Regions from separate parts of the Mus musculus genome. Here region 1 is linked to region 2. A link is a contact called in public promoter capture Hi-C data. All regions are on one chromosome and are shown on one strand. Each heading gives the region's core, a stretch centred on a gene start, on an enhancer-like site or on the middle of the called end of the contact. The rest is flanking DNA. Distances are from core to core; before and after follow the strand shown.

Region 1 (7,503 bases), core at 92-2,591, 1.4 Mb after region 2:
TGAACTCTCCGAGAGTTGAAAGCTGTTTCCACAATTAGCTCTGACCTAATGCGAGATGTCACCACCTTTAATCCCAAGTGTCTGCCTCCTCCTGAAGTCCACAGCTCAGCTCTAACAGTATCGTGTTGGCAGTAGGGGAAAACGAGGGAAACGAAACAAGAAATGGAACTTTGTCGCTTGCCCACCCCCAACCCCCAAGCCAATCTCACCTCCCCGTATCCAGCTCCCGGACCGCTGAGCCTCCCATGTCGGTCAGGCTCGCAGCTGAAGCTGCCAGATCTCCCGAAGGCCTCTTGCCGGTCCCATCCCCGCCGCCCGAGCCGCCGTTACAGCTCTTCGTGCGAAACAGGCGACTGAGGCGGATTTTGAAGGAGCCCTTCCGAGAAGGGCCTGCGAGAGGCCGGAGGGGCCCGGGAGGCGGCGGCGGTGGGGGAGGTTGCTGCTGCTGCTGCTCCCCTCGGCTCAAGCGCCCTGGAGGGACCAAGTCCTGCAGCGGAAAGGGCACCGGGGGTAGTTCGGGACCCGGAGGCTGCAGAAGCAGCCGGCCACCCACTCCTCCTCCTCCACGGCCGGGGCTGCTGAGCTCCTCTTCCGAGCAGCTGTTAGTCTCCAGGCTCTCGGCCTCCGATTCCAAGCCCTCCAGGACCAGCAGCGCGTCGCTCGTCTCCGTCGGGTCCTCCCCGGCCTGCGGGGCGGCAGCAGGCGGCGGGGGTTGCGGCGGCGGCGGCTGCGGGGGACACGGGCACGGACAGCAGCCTCCGCCGGCAGTCTTGATCCCCGGCCCCGCCGGCTGTCCGAGCCCCAGGGCCGCCAGCTGCGCCTCTAGTCCAGCCACGGGACCCCAGGTCCGCTCGAGCGCCAAGCCCGGCGGGAGGGCCTTGGGATCCAGCGCGCAGCGGTGCCGGGGACACAGCAGTTCCGAGGGTCCCGGCTCCCGGGCCGCCTCCGCGTCCTCCTCCTCCGGCGGCCGCCCCACGTTGCGGAACACCATCAGCTGAGGCGGCCGGGCGCCCCGCGAGCCGGGCCGCGCGAGGAAGGGTGGTGGCGGCGACGGGCCATGGCTGTGGCCCGGGGGCGGCGGCGGCGGCGGCGGGCCTGGCTCGGGGGCGGCCTCTCCATAGCCGAGGAGGCGGCTCAGGACCCGGTACGAAGCGGCCGCCGCCGCCGCCTCGCCGTCCCGGAGCTCGGCCCCCTGCATCGGGGTGGCGAAGGGAGGGAGGGCGGGCGGCTAGGAGCCGGGCTGGGTGGGGACTAGGCCGGGCCCCGCCGGAGCCCCGCCCGCCGCGGCCCCCGGAGCGACAGCGCTAACGGCCGCCGCGGCCTCTGCCTCATAGAGGGGGCGGGGGGGGGGGGGCGCGCGGAGCCCAGCGCGAGCCCAGGCCGCGCGCTGCCGCCGAGGACCGCCCCTAGACGTCACTTCCTGTCCAGGGCCCGCCCCCTTTCCCCAGGGTGCGCAAGCGTCGGACTCCACTCTGCCTGACGTTTCTCTTGGCCCTGGTAGCTATTGGCCGTCTGCTGCATCTGGGGCCTCCGTGGTCTCCGGCACCGACCCCTGCTTTTTCACTTCCTGGGCGCCCGGGCCCTGTCCACCGTCCTGTGTAGAGCAGTGCAGGCCTCGGGACCCGGGTCTGGACCTGGGAGAGGGTCGTGGACCTTGGCACTGTCTGGGGGTCTTGTCCTGTCCATGCTGCCTGGAGTGTGTGACCTTGGCCAAGTCATTTCATTACATCTGCATCCTCTTTCCTAGCATCCGATGAACTGTGGAATGACTACATGAAAATGGGTTGTAGAGCCTGCAGTGTGCTCTTCCGTGCCAAAACAACTGGATCTTTGAGAAGACAAGAGTGTGTATATAGTTAGCATAATCTCATCATGAATTTGAAATGAAGAATGGATATACACAATTCCAAGAAATGAAGATATACAATAGCCAATTCTGTACGACTGATGGCCAAATACATCCTTCCACTGATTGTTGTCATAGTGTATGTCATGTTGAGGATAGAATCCAAGACGTGGCACGTGCTAAGCAACAGTTCCATCACCAGACCTCATTCCCAGCCCTTCCCAAAATGATGACAAGTGACCAAGGACTGCAATTGTAACAAGAATTTTTACTAATATTTTCCTCTGTTGATGAAAGAGAACAGTGAAAAAGCAAAACCTGATCAAATCATCAATCATGGGGGCAACTTTGCTGAGTCGGAATTGGTTTCAGTGACGGGGAAGAGTTCCTTCAACGTTTTTGTGCCATTGCTAATGTAACACCTACAGATAGATGTACAGGAGATGTAAATCAGAATCGCTGTCATAATCTCCATCACTTAAAAAAAATGTATGTGTATGCACATGTGTGTGCAGAATCCGAGAAAGGGCATCAGATCCCCTAGACCTAATTATTAGCTGCCCCAAGTCCCTGGACATGGGTGTTGAGAGCTGAGTTCTGACCCTCTGCAAGAGCAGAACAAGCCGTTATCTGCTGAGCTAGCTCTCTAGGCCCCTCCATCTCTCTTTCTTTCTTTCTTTCTTTCTTTCTTTCTTTCTTTCTTTCTTCCTTCCTTCCTTCCTTCCTTCCTTCCTTTCTTTCTTTCTTTCTTTCTAGACAGGGTTTCTCTGTGTGGCCCTGGCTGTCCTGGAACTCATTCTGTAGACCAGGCTGGCCTTGAATTCAGAATCATGTCTGTGCTGGGAATGAAGGAATGTGCCATCACCACCCAGCTCCCTATACCCCTTTTGTTTTTCAGACAGGGACTCTCACAAGTATCAGGACTTAAGTTTGGATCCCCAGCACAGTATAAAAGCCAGGCAGAGCAGCATGTGTCTGTGATCTTCGCACTTGATGTGGGGTGGATCCCGGGAGCTCCCTCACCAGTCAATCTAGCCAAATTGATGAACTCCAGAATCAATGAGGAACAGGCACATTACAGAGCCATCTTCCCAGCCCAGTGGGGTCATTCTGAAATAGAAATTTGCTCACAGCCTGTGATTGTAAAGATGTATTTACATATATTTCTCTGCACACCAAAAGACAGCATCAGACCCATTACAGATAGTTGTGAGCTGCCACGTGGAGTCCTGGGAATTGAACTCAGGACCTCTGGAAGAACAGCCAGTACTCTTAACCACTGAGCCATCCCTCCAGCCCCACAGCCTGTGATTGTAGTTGTTCATGCTTTCTGCATTCTTAGGATAGAGAGAAAACCCTCTATGTGACATATAGGGTCCTAATGGTTTTGCCCTGCCTACGTCTTACTCTTACACATTGCCCACCAAGCTGTATCTTGTCTGTTCAGTTCTGCTAACACCGTTCTTTTTAAGACTTATTTATTATTATACATAAGTACACTGTAGCTGACTTCAGACACACCAGAAGAAGACGTCAGATCTCATATTAAGGGTGGTTGTGAGCCACCATGTGGCCGCTGGGATTTGAACTCAGGACCTTTGGAAGAGCAGTCAGTGCTCTTACCCGCTGAGCCATCTCACCAGCCCAGTTACACCGCTATTTTCAACATTCATGGGCATTCTTCTGTTATTTGCCACTGCTACCCCTTTTTTCTCCTGCAGTGTCAGGACACAAATCCAGTGTTTATATCTCCAAAGCAAAGCTGCAGCTTGACCAGTGGCCAGCATCTCCCACCTAACTAAGCTCCATTCTCAGATAAGTTTTCTCTCGGGTTTGTGCTCAGTGAACTGGCCAGCCTTCAGACTGAACTCTCTCCTCACCAGACCGGGGAGATGTACGTTCTCTCTCAACTTCAAGACCCAGTCTCTGTTACGCTTAATTGCACATGTGTGATTTGATTAACACTCTGTCCAGACTAGAGAGATGGCTCAGTGGTTATCACTGACCACTCTACCAGAAGACCCAAATTCAATCCCCAGCTCCCACACAGGGGAAGCTCACAGCTCCCAGTCCCAGGTGACTGCATCCCTCTAGCTTTCACGTGGGCGTGCCCATACACAGGTGACTAAAAATGAAATAAGTCATGGAGCTAGAGAGATGGCTCACTTAAGAGCACTGCTTACAGTTTGGAGAGATGGCTCAGAGGTTAAGAGCACTGACTGAGTTCAAATCCCAGCAGCCACATGGTGGCTCACAACCATCTGTAATGAGATCTGATGCCCTCTTCTGGTGTGTCTGAAGACAGCTACAGTGTACTTAGATATAATAATAAATCTTTAAAAAAAAAAAAAAAGAGCACTGCTTACTCTTCTTGTGGATCCCAGTTCAGTTGCCACCACCTACACTGTGGCTCACAAAGGTCTAATTCCAGCTCCATGGGATCAGATGCCCCCTTCTGGACTCCTTGGGCACCAGACTCACACATGGTAAATAGACAAGCAAATATGACAGCCATCAAAAGCATAAAAAAGATAAAAATAAAAACAAACAACAACAACAAAAAATAGGGTATGGTAGTGCACACCTTTAATCCCAGAACTCAAGAAGCAGAGACAGGTGGATTTCTGTATGTTCTAAGCCAGCCTGGTCTACATAATGAGTTCCAGGACAGCCTGAGCTACATAGTGAGACCATGTCTCAAACAAACCAAAGATAATAACAATAAAATATAAATCTTTAGGGGCTGGAGAGATGGCTCTGTGGGTAAGAGCACCCACTGCTCTTCCAAAGGTCCTGAGTTCAAATCCCAGCAACCACATGGTGGCTCACAACCACCTGTAATGAGATCTGACTCCTTCTTCTGGAGTGTCTGAAGACAGCTACAGTGTACTTACATATAATAAATAAGTCTTTAAATAAACAAACAAACGAACAAACAAACACATCTTTTTTTTTTTTAAATCTGGGGCTGGCAAGATGGCTCAGCAGGTAAGAGCACTAACTGCTCTTCTGAAGGTACTGAGTTCAAATCCCAGCAACCACATCGTGGCTCACAACCACCTGTAATGAGATCTGACTCCTTCTTCTGGAGTGTCTGAAGACAGCTACAGTGTACTTACATATAATAAATAAGTCTTTAAATAAACAAACAAACGAACAAAAAAACACATCTTTTTAAAAAAAAAATCTGGGGCTGGCAAGATGGCTCAGCAGGTAAGAGCACTAACTGCTCTTCTGAAGGTACTGAGTTCAAATCCCAGCAACCACATGGTGGCTCACACCATCTGTAATAGGATCTGACACCCTCTAAAGACAGCTACAGTGAGTGGAGTTTTATTCCCAGCAATCAGGTGAGGGCTCACAACCATCTACAGTGTACTCATATACATAAAATAAATAAATAAATCTTAAAAAAAAAGTCTGCCTCCTCTAGTAAAATATAAGTTCCAGAAGGCAATGTTTGTTCTCTGTCCCTCACGGCCTCTCTAATGTCAGAACGTAATGTCAATGACTGACATGAAGTAGGCCCTTGATATAGAAATACAGAATTGTCAGACAACCTTAAGCCTCATGAACGATCCACGATTCAAATCCACCTCAAATTCTGCACGACAGAATTAGCAGCCACTCTTGTAAATGAAGAAACAAACTGACATGCAGCTATGGTTGATCGGCTCAAAACCATGCCATGGAATTTACAACTAGTTGCCTGGCTGCAAAGATTTTCTTCTCTATCCTTGCTCCCTCTGCTCCTTCTCATCTCACTCGAGATTTCTAGAAGGAAGGGAAGAAGAGAAAAGAAAGAAGATTGAGAGAGAAAGAGAAAAGGAACGAAAGTTAGATGCTATAAAACCCCAGAACACTAGCTGCCTAAAATAAAAACCAGAATTCCTGGCTCAGGCAATGGAGGCAAGGAACGCAGCTCTACAGCGCCCTCTGCTGTTAGGTTGGTTTATTTGTACCCCAAGAGGTTGCCTGTGTCAGCCATGGGGTAATTGGGTTTTTTTTTTTTTTTTTTTTTTTTTTTTTTTTTTTAAAGATTTATTTATTATTATATGTAAGTACACTGTAGCTGTCTTCAGACACTCCAGAAGAGGGAGTCAGATCTCGTTACGGATGGTTGTGAGCCACCATGTGGTTGCTGGGATTTGAACTCCGGACCTTTGGAAGAGCAGTCGGGTGCTCTTACCCACTGAGCCATCTCACCAGCCCTGGGGTAATTGGGTTTTACAGTTCAATGTAAAATAAAGGAGGGAAGGGAGAGAGGGAGGAGGGAGGGAGGATAGAAAAAGGAAATATCATCTCTCTCTGTTTCCTTAATAATCCAGGCCTAAACCTTTTGTTTGGGAAAACTTTTAAAAAGAAACCTTAATTTAATCCTAGCACCCAGGAAGCAGAGACAGGTAAGTTTCTGTGAGTTTGAGGCCAGCCTGGTCTACATAGTGAGTTCCAGGATGGCCAGCGATACATAGTGAGACCCTGTATCAAAGATAAGTATATAAATAAATTAAAAAAAATCTTTTGTGTGATTTCCATTACTGTTAAGTTGAGCTTTGTTTTGAGATCCATCTCCCTGTGCAACTAAGACTGGCATTGAACCCATGATCCTCCTGCCTCCAAGACTCCCAGCTTGAAGTGTTTCTATGCCTCATCAGGGTTCTCTGGAGGAACAGAACCAATAGAATATTTAATATGTGTGTGTGTGTGTGTGTGTGTGTGTGTGTGTGTGTGTGTGTGTGTGATATATGTATATATAAAGAACAAAATAGTAACAACAGTTGTCTCACTCCTGAAAGGCTGAGAACCCCATACCTGCTCAGTCCTTGCGGGGCCTGGGTACCTAAGCAGTCCCAATCTTGCACCAAAAACTCAGTTAGCTGTTGACCAGTCAATGGCAGAAGCCTAGAAATGCTAATTCAAAATCAGCCAAGGAAACAGCAAACAGAGCAAATGAACTCAAGAGAAGACCAACCGAGCAAGACACAAATCTTCACTCAGCAATGCACCCTTCTAATCTGGACTGCTACCCGAAGGAGCCATGCCACATTCTCGGTGGGTGGGGTGGTTCTCTCCCACATCAGTTATGGCAATCTGGACAATTCCTTAGGTGAGGCTCCCACACAGTGATTCTAATTTGTGCCAAATCAACTTTAAAAGCGACCATCACACCTTCACCTCTCTTTTGTTAAAGGATATATACAAGAGGGGGCTGGAGAGGTGGCTCAGTGGTTAAGAGCTCTAGTTGTTATTCCAGAGGTCCAGAGTTCAATTCCACCAACCACATGGTGGCTCATAACCATCTATAATGAGACCTGTTCCTCTCTTCTGCCATTCAGGTGCACAGGCAGATGGAGCACTCATAGACATATAATAAATCATTTTTTAAAGGCTATATAAGAGCTTCTTTTTTATAAGCCAAATATGGTGGTACATGCCTGTAACTCCAGAACCTGTAGAGGCTGAGACAGGAGGATTGTAAGTTCTAGGCCAGACTAGACTATAAATTGAGACTGGGATGTGTGTACTACAGTGGTTGGAACCTAGTTCTTTAGTTTAAAAGTTTTAAGTTTTAGTTAAAAAGATTTAGAGATCCTACAGTAAGCCTGAGGTTCACCGAGTCCCTTCTACACTGGCCAAGGTTCATGACACAGCACACT
Region 2 (7,294 bases), core at 4,588-7,087:
GAGAATGCTCACATCTCAGTGAGGGATTCCCATCCCCATCCCTGCTGGAGGAAGGCACAGGAGTAGAAACTTAGGTCTAAGGATCTAGCTAAGAAAGCTTTCCCCACCATTACCCAAGAGTACCCACAATGACTGTCACAGACTAATATTACACACTTGAAGACACATTATAGTTACTGGTTCAAATGGAAGATGGGGATCATCTCTGTGGAAGCCATTAAGAAATAAACAAGAATAAAGACCAAGTCCCCACACCCCACACCCTCCCCAAGCAGCTCAGATATCCCAAGATAGTCCTTATTGTTTGAAAAATAGTTTGTAGACCATTTTATTTAAATATATGAACAACCAATGGGCTACTGCAATCCAAGTGAACTCTCCACATCTTAGAACCTTGTGAAGTGCAGTAAAGGAAGACTGTCGGTCTTTGGCAGATTCCTCCTGCCCCCAGCCCGGGACAGAGAGATACAGATAAATGTTTATGTAGTTAGAGAGCGGAGGCCCAGGTGAAACTCCCCACCCCAAGCTGGCTCCCCAACCAAAAATTACCATTGGCCCCTGAGAACACCCAAAGACCACCCTCCCAGGTTTCACACAATATCAATTGCAGGAACAGTCGTGCACGGCAAAGTGTAAGTTCTATGCATTTCACAGCACAGAAAACCCTTCTTTCAGAGGGCATGCAAGTTGCCGGAGATTACACCCCCCAAGTCTGGTGCTCTTGTGATGAGCAACTTACTGGCAAACACATCTCCCAGTGTTGTGAGCAGACACATACATTGAGCACATTTTGCTGTAATTCCATCTATTTGCAATGCCTGCACAGTGTCTGTCTCTGGCTGTTAACTTACTCATTCTTGACAGAACTCTGCTTTATTGATTGCACTTTTTAAAAAATGCCAAAGGCCTTTCACACGTGTTAGCGTGACCGCCACCACTAGGTAAAGAGCAAGTGTTCTCTATGCCTTACTTGCTACAGTCTCCTCCTTCTTTGGAGAGGATTCCCGTAATGGTAACGGTGATGGGGGAGGCTGGTGCCAACGACACAAATACATTTCTGTGGTGGAAAGGTACGGCAAATCTTCCATCTCACTTGAGAAGGCTTTCTCCTTGGGGTGGGTGCTGGGTCCCTTTTGGGGAGTCGAGAGTCTTGGTGGGGTATCCACTGAAGACCGGGGCTTTTCTGGGGTTTCTTGGCTCCTCAATTCACGTTTACAAACAGTTTCTGATATGGAACCACAGGGTTCCTCTTTAATGGGAGAGTGCTTAGGAGTTTTTGTTTTGACTTTTGAAAATTCAGGAGCCAGCTTTTTAACAGGAGTCTTTCTTTCTGTATTTCCAAATGGGGTTTTCCTATTAGGTAGGAAAAAAAATGTTATAAAAATTAATTGATTTCAGGGCCAGGCAGTGGTGGCACACGCCTTTAATCCCAGCACTAGGGAGGCAGAGCCAGGCAGATTTCTGAGTTCGAGGCCAGCCTGGTCTACAGAGAAACCCGGTCTCGAAAAACAAAACAAAAACAAAAAATTAATTGATTTCAAATAAAATTTGATTTGAATATATTTGAGGGCAAGAGAGGTATCCAGGTACCTAAATATCTACTGTTCGTTTGGAAGCCATGGGCAGCAAGGGTCAGGCTTCAAAGTATACAGAGCAGGCCTCTGGGGAGTGAGCTGGCACCCGAGTACTTAGTACTGTGACCAAGAAAATGGTTCAAGACCATTTCTCAACACAGAAACCTGGAAGCTTTTTGTTTGTAAAAAACAGGTTCCCTACTGCCAGGCTGACCTTGAACTCACAACAGATCTCTTGCCTTAGCATCCTAAGTGCTGTGATTACAGGGGTAAGCCACCATGCCCCTAGAATAACAGACTTCTCAATTCAGGGTATGGTTGCTATAATGCCAATCCACGAACCCCAAGCTCATATTCCATCACCATTAGCAGCTCCTCATCGTTTTTCAGTAACAGAATAAAGTGACCAGCACACCTTTTGTGTCCCTTTCCACTCCGGCCACATGAGAAAGGCTTGGAAGGCAGAGCCTGGGAGGTCTCGCAAAGCTCCGGCTGGCGCTCCAATTTAATTTTCTCAGACAACTCTGCTTCCTCTCTCTCTTCAGGTTCATAGCCCTGGAGCAGCTTGTGCCTTTCCTTCTCGTTATCCCTCTTCACCAGCTGCATCCGCCTTTCCATACGTTCAATCCGAGCAAGGAGCTGGAGGGAAGTGACAAGGTACAGACTTACACACCAAAGTTAAACGCCGGTACTTAGCCCCATTTAGGAATCAGCGATCTTCTGCGTGCCGCTATGGTCCCTACCAATTCAACTTTTACTCTGAACTGGCAGGCACGAATCTGAATAGCTTCCCTTAAACCCAATGAAGGCAAAAGACAACTAATTGTAATTGTAGGAGTTGGTCTGGATGGCAAGAAGCTAGGGCAGCCTGAAGCTCTTCCTTCTGAAGGAGGCCCTTCCCACTGGGCAGCCTGAAGCTCTTCCTTCTGAAGGGAGGCCCTTCCCACTGGGCAGGAGCGGAGTGCCTTTTAATGGCAAGGCCTCTGCCACTTGGCTCCAAGTCTTCTGGGACCCCCTCAATTTAACCTTGTTTCTGTTCGTGGTCGTCGTCTGTGCTGCTAGGGATGGAATCAGGGCCTCCTGACCGTGCCTGGCAAACACTCTAAGCATCAGCACCACTGAGCTACATTCTCAGCCCTGTGTTCTTTTAAGGTGTCCTACGGTTGTCCAAATTCTATCTGCTCTATGTTCACTCCAAAACTCTAGACACAGTGGAATGTTTAAACAGCACAATGCAGAAGAATCAAGGGCTCACAGAGCGTCCCTAGGGATAGCAGTACCACATCAAAATGTTATGATTGCGTATTTGAGGGAGTAATTCTAAAACATACTACACTGAAAAGAATTATAATCGACGCCAGTAATATAATCCCAACACACATGACATATATAGATTCTGCTTTGTGTTGGAGATAACGGGAAAATATTATCTAAATATTTATCAAAATTACATTCTAATTAAAGAGAACCACAAAAATCAAACAAAATGGAAGTCTATTGTCATCAGAAACTTGGTATTAACTCAGTTTTGACAAAAAGGTGACTGTGCTGCTTATAGCACAAGACAAGAGTTTTGCCTTGGTTAGTGAGTGACGTCACTGCTGCTCTCTTACTGCCATGGCATTGACTTCAGCAGAGGCCAAACAATGACTAGAATAAGAGCAGGCCTAAGCAGGGCTAAGACTGTAGTACATGACAGAAGCCGTGAATGCCAAGCTCAGACCAATGCCTTAGCATTAACTCACCCCACTTTTTCCTACCTTGAAAAGCCTATGAAGGAGGCCAAAGAAGGCATCACCTCAAGAACTCAGCACAACCCTCCAGCTGCAGTAGTGTCCCCCCGCCCCCTGCCAGCCACTCGTGTCACCTGTGTTCTGATTCACAGCCTTAGCATTACTTAGCCATGTTTCGTGGGTGACATAGTCTTCATTTCTTCTCCTTTACTGATCCTTCTCTTCCCACCCCCTTCCCATGAAAGGAAGGATATGTTGTGTTTTTACGGCAGGGCCATCACACCGTAGACTGCAGTACAGTGCTGAGCAGTGCCACTCCATGCTGAGTTACTTCCACAAAGCAACACTGAGGTATTTCAACAAGACCTGCCCCAGCTCCTGTTCCACCTTGCAGAAGGCACTCTCCAATCAAACAGAGGCCTGATGGCGACTTATTTAGGAAGCAAACAAAATGAACAGCTCTTCTGCTCCCATGCTCAGCCTGTGGTGCGTGAAGCCCCAGAGTAAGAGGAGCCAGGAGGGAGGGAGGGGGGAGCAGGGCCTGAGCGCACTGTAGAAGCCATGTTTATTTTTAGGCGTCTAAAAGGTATGTTACCACTGTAGCACCCACCACCCCAGCGGCCCTGAGGTGTGAGGGAGTGTGCTTAACATGTGTGCCCAAGGCTGCTGCTCATGCAAGCAAGCCTATGGAGTCATGCTTTCCAGGAGTACAAAGAAATAACCAACAACTTTTCTAATACCTCAAGATTCAAAAACAGGTCTGGGAGGTGGAAGGGTTTACAGAATACATCGAATAAGCTTATGTCTCAAAATCTGCCAGCTTAGTCAAGGGACGTGGTCAGCGGGTAGTGTTTTATAACTCAGATTTTCTACTAGAAACTCTCTGAAATCAAAGGCAGTGATTCTCATTTAGGAGAGCTAAAACAGGATTCCACGTACACCATCTTTACCCTCTACCGACCAAAAGACCTATGACAACCCTCCTGTCTAAAGATGCAACAGCGGTGGTTACGGCAACAGCTGTTATAGCCTCCTCTCCAATGCACAGCTAAGGCAACAGCGCTTGAATACAACCCCTGCCATACAGCCACATCTGCACCCCACCCTATCATTTTTAACCCCTCGTAAATCAGGTCTTTCCCACTCTAAACGTCTTTCCCACAAGTGTGGGGCTGTCGTTTTAAATTAACCCTTTGGCAACCGAAGCCTCCCATAACACCCCCCACCACACACACACAGGTTGCCCTTTAACCCTTCCTTCCGACCCAACGTGTCAGTGATGCCAGGCTCCTAACGACCCAACATCTAAGGCACTCTTTAGCTGGTGGCCAACTTCCTCTAACCCTAACCGAGCGGGGACCTCTGCCTCCTACAGCCCCCTTCCCCCGAGCATGCGCAGAGCTCGCTCTCCATCCCTAATGCAGATTAACCCCTCCCGTACCGTATCTCTCTCGGACTTCAGCTCCTCTATCTCCTTCTCCTTGGCCTGCAACTGCTGCTGCTGCTGTTCGATGAGGTCCAATTGCAGCAGAAGGATCTGTTTGAGGCAGGCGGCCTGACTGGAGGCTCCCGAGCCGCCGCCACCCCCGAGAGGGCTCTTCCTTATACTCTTCCATCTGCCCTCACTGGCCGCCAGGGTCCCAGCAGTGGCGGTGGGCGCGAGGGGTGGTGGCCCGGGCAGAGGTAGTGGTGGGGGTCCCGCCGGGTCCGAGGCGGTGGCAGCTGGGGGAGCCGCCCCACCCTTGTCCCCAGCCCAGGGCGTAGGCTCTTTGGCCGCCGCCACCACGATAGAGCCCGTCTGAATGGGCAGCACCGCCTGATACTTGGGCCGGGGGCTGCAGCCAGCGCCGGCTGCGACTGGCTCCCCGCCGATGCCGGCTTGTTTAGTAGCTGGGGGCGGACAGGGCAAGGGCACCGAACCGCCCCAGCTCTCTTCCTGCTGCCCGGGGGCCGCCCCGGCTGGGAGTAACAAGCCCCGGCCCTTGCCGCCGCCGCAGCCGGCTGGAGAGGGCGAGGGGCTCCCGCCCTGGGAAGAGGCCAGCGGGGGCCCCGGCTCCTTGAGCTTACGATGCCGGGGGAGGAAATGGGCTTCGGCCGCCCCGGACTCGTCCTCGGGCCCGCCCAGCGCCGCAGCCCGCTCGTAGTCCAGTCGCTGCTCGGGGTTGCCGCCGGCAGGGGCCGCGGCCGCCTTGAACACTGCGGATCTCATGGTCATAGTGGTCCGGAGCAGCGCGGGGGACCGAGACGGAGGAGGGGGTGGGGAAGGGGCGAGGTGCGGGGGGTCGAGGACGGAGGAGGGGGAGGGGAGTTTGGCGGGCTCGGCTCAGCAGAGCAGCCGCAGGCCTCCGCTAACGCGGCTTCTCCGAGGCCCGGGCGCCATCCCGCCGGCGAGCGGAGAAGTGGAGGCCGCAGCTGAGGCCCGCCGCCGACCCATGGTGGCCTCGCCGCCGCCTCTGCTGCCGCCACCGTCGCCTTCGCCGCAGAGGCAGGAGCTCGCACCCAGCCGCCCCCGAGCTCATCCCCGGAGCTCGCTTCGGCCCCCCCTGCCCGGCCGGGCCCGCCTCGTCTCCCCACCCCGCACCCCCCCTTCCCCGCCCCGGCCCCCCGCCCCGGAGCTCGCCTCAGCCGCCCCGAGCCTCCATTTCCCCCCCCTTGCTCCTCCTCGGGAGGGGGTGGGAGGGACGGGTCCGCCCAGAGCCCTCCTACTCCGGGAGGGGGGGTCTGCCGCCTCCCCCGGGGGTTCTCCGCGCCGCCGGGTCCCCCTCCCCCACAGTCACCCCCGACTCCTCGGCGTTTCCCTTTAAAAAAAACGGAGCCGCCGCAGCCGCCGCCACCGCCGACCGGAGCGCGCATGCGCCGAGAGGGCAGCGGGCGGGAGCGAACCGGGAGCGGAGAGGAGGGAGGCGGGTAGCGCTATTGTGAAAGGGGCCGCGGCTACCGCTGCCGCCGCGAGGGGGAGGGGACCGAGGCGCGGGGGCCCACGAGGGGAGGTCGGGGACGAGGGCGAGGACGCAGGAGCGGGCGAAGGTGGGCTGCCGAGGCAGGGGCGGGCTGGGGAGGGAAGAAGGGCGAGGGCGGCCGCTGGTGGTTGGGGAATGCGGAGGATCCCCGGCAAAACCAAGTGCGAGAGAATGGGGTTGGGGAGGAAGGAAGGAGGTAGATGCTCCCGCCCCTCGCGGACGCCTACCGACCGCTCTGCTGAGCCGGCCTTCGTCGGATAGCCCTTCCCTGGCGACCTGGCTACGCGCCTGGCCCACACCGGAGCCCCGCGCGCCTTCGGGACCGGCCCCGACCCAGGCTCCCTTGGAGCCTGCGGCTGTTTCATGGAGTAGAAGTCAAGCTTCCACCCTCTAGGCTCCCTGGCGGTCCCACATGGGTTGGGGAAAGAAGTGAAGTTCTTTGTCTCTAAGGGATCCAGCACAGAAATGGAGGGACCTCTGGTTCCCAGAAGCAGCAAAATCCATGATGTCTGCTGCCCAGGGAGTTGTAAGCACAACCTTGGGGTGAAGTACTGCCAACTACCGACAGTTGTTTCCCAAGCAGCCATGTCTCCAGCCTTCTTAAGCTGTAGCTACTCCTAGCATCTTCTGGAAAAAGATTCAAGAAATCTATGGAGAGATGTATGCCGGTGTTAGGACTAAGTGTTCTTTAGGGCCTTCTATTGGAGCACTTCCCAATTCTCCAGGTTCATAGTGTCTGTGTGCCTTAATTTTCCAAGCAACTTTAGCCACTAAGTCCTCATAGTTCCCTATGGAAAAAACATGTACATAGTTGTAAATTAATTGGTTGCTTATCTGTCTGAAGTGCACTTCTAAAATTTTTTTATAGGAGATAGGTATAGTGGTCTACACCTTTAACCCCAGCCCTTGTGAGGCAAAGACAGGAGAATGTGTGAGTTCGGGGCCATCTTGGTTCACATAGCAAGTTCCAGGACAGGGCTACATATACCTTGTCTAAATAAATAAATAAATGTCTCAATGCGAGCAA

Evidence for each region. Promoter capture Hi-C pulls out the DNA fragments that hold promoters and counts their contacts.
Region 1: a promoter capture Hi-C map of pre-B cells shows a contact between it and region 2, with 3 times the contacts expected there. The contact joins the promoter of Socs7 here to the promoter of Msl1 in region 2.

What each region holds. Positions count from the first base shown.
Region 1 is chr11:97,356,130-97,363,632 of GRCm38.p6, reverse strand. Socs7 (suppressor of cytokine signaling 7) reads right to left here and starts at 1,341. Exons shown (of 10, transcript NM_138657.4): 1 at 210-1,341. The coding sequence starts at 1,198.
Region 2 is chr11:98,794,059-98,801,352 of GRCm38.p6, reverse strand. Msl1 (male specific lethal 1) reads right to left here and starts at 5,837. Exons shown (of 9, transcript NM_028722.3): 1 at 4,749-5,837; 2 at 1,990-2,213; 3 at 971-1,353. The coding sequence starts at 5,522. It overlaps Gm12359 (predicted gene 12359), which reads left to right. Exons shown (of 3, transcript NR_033551.1): 3 at 2,120-3,044.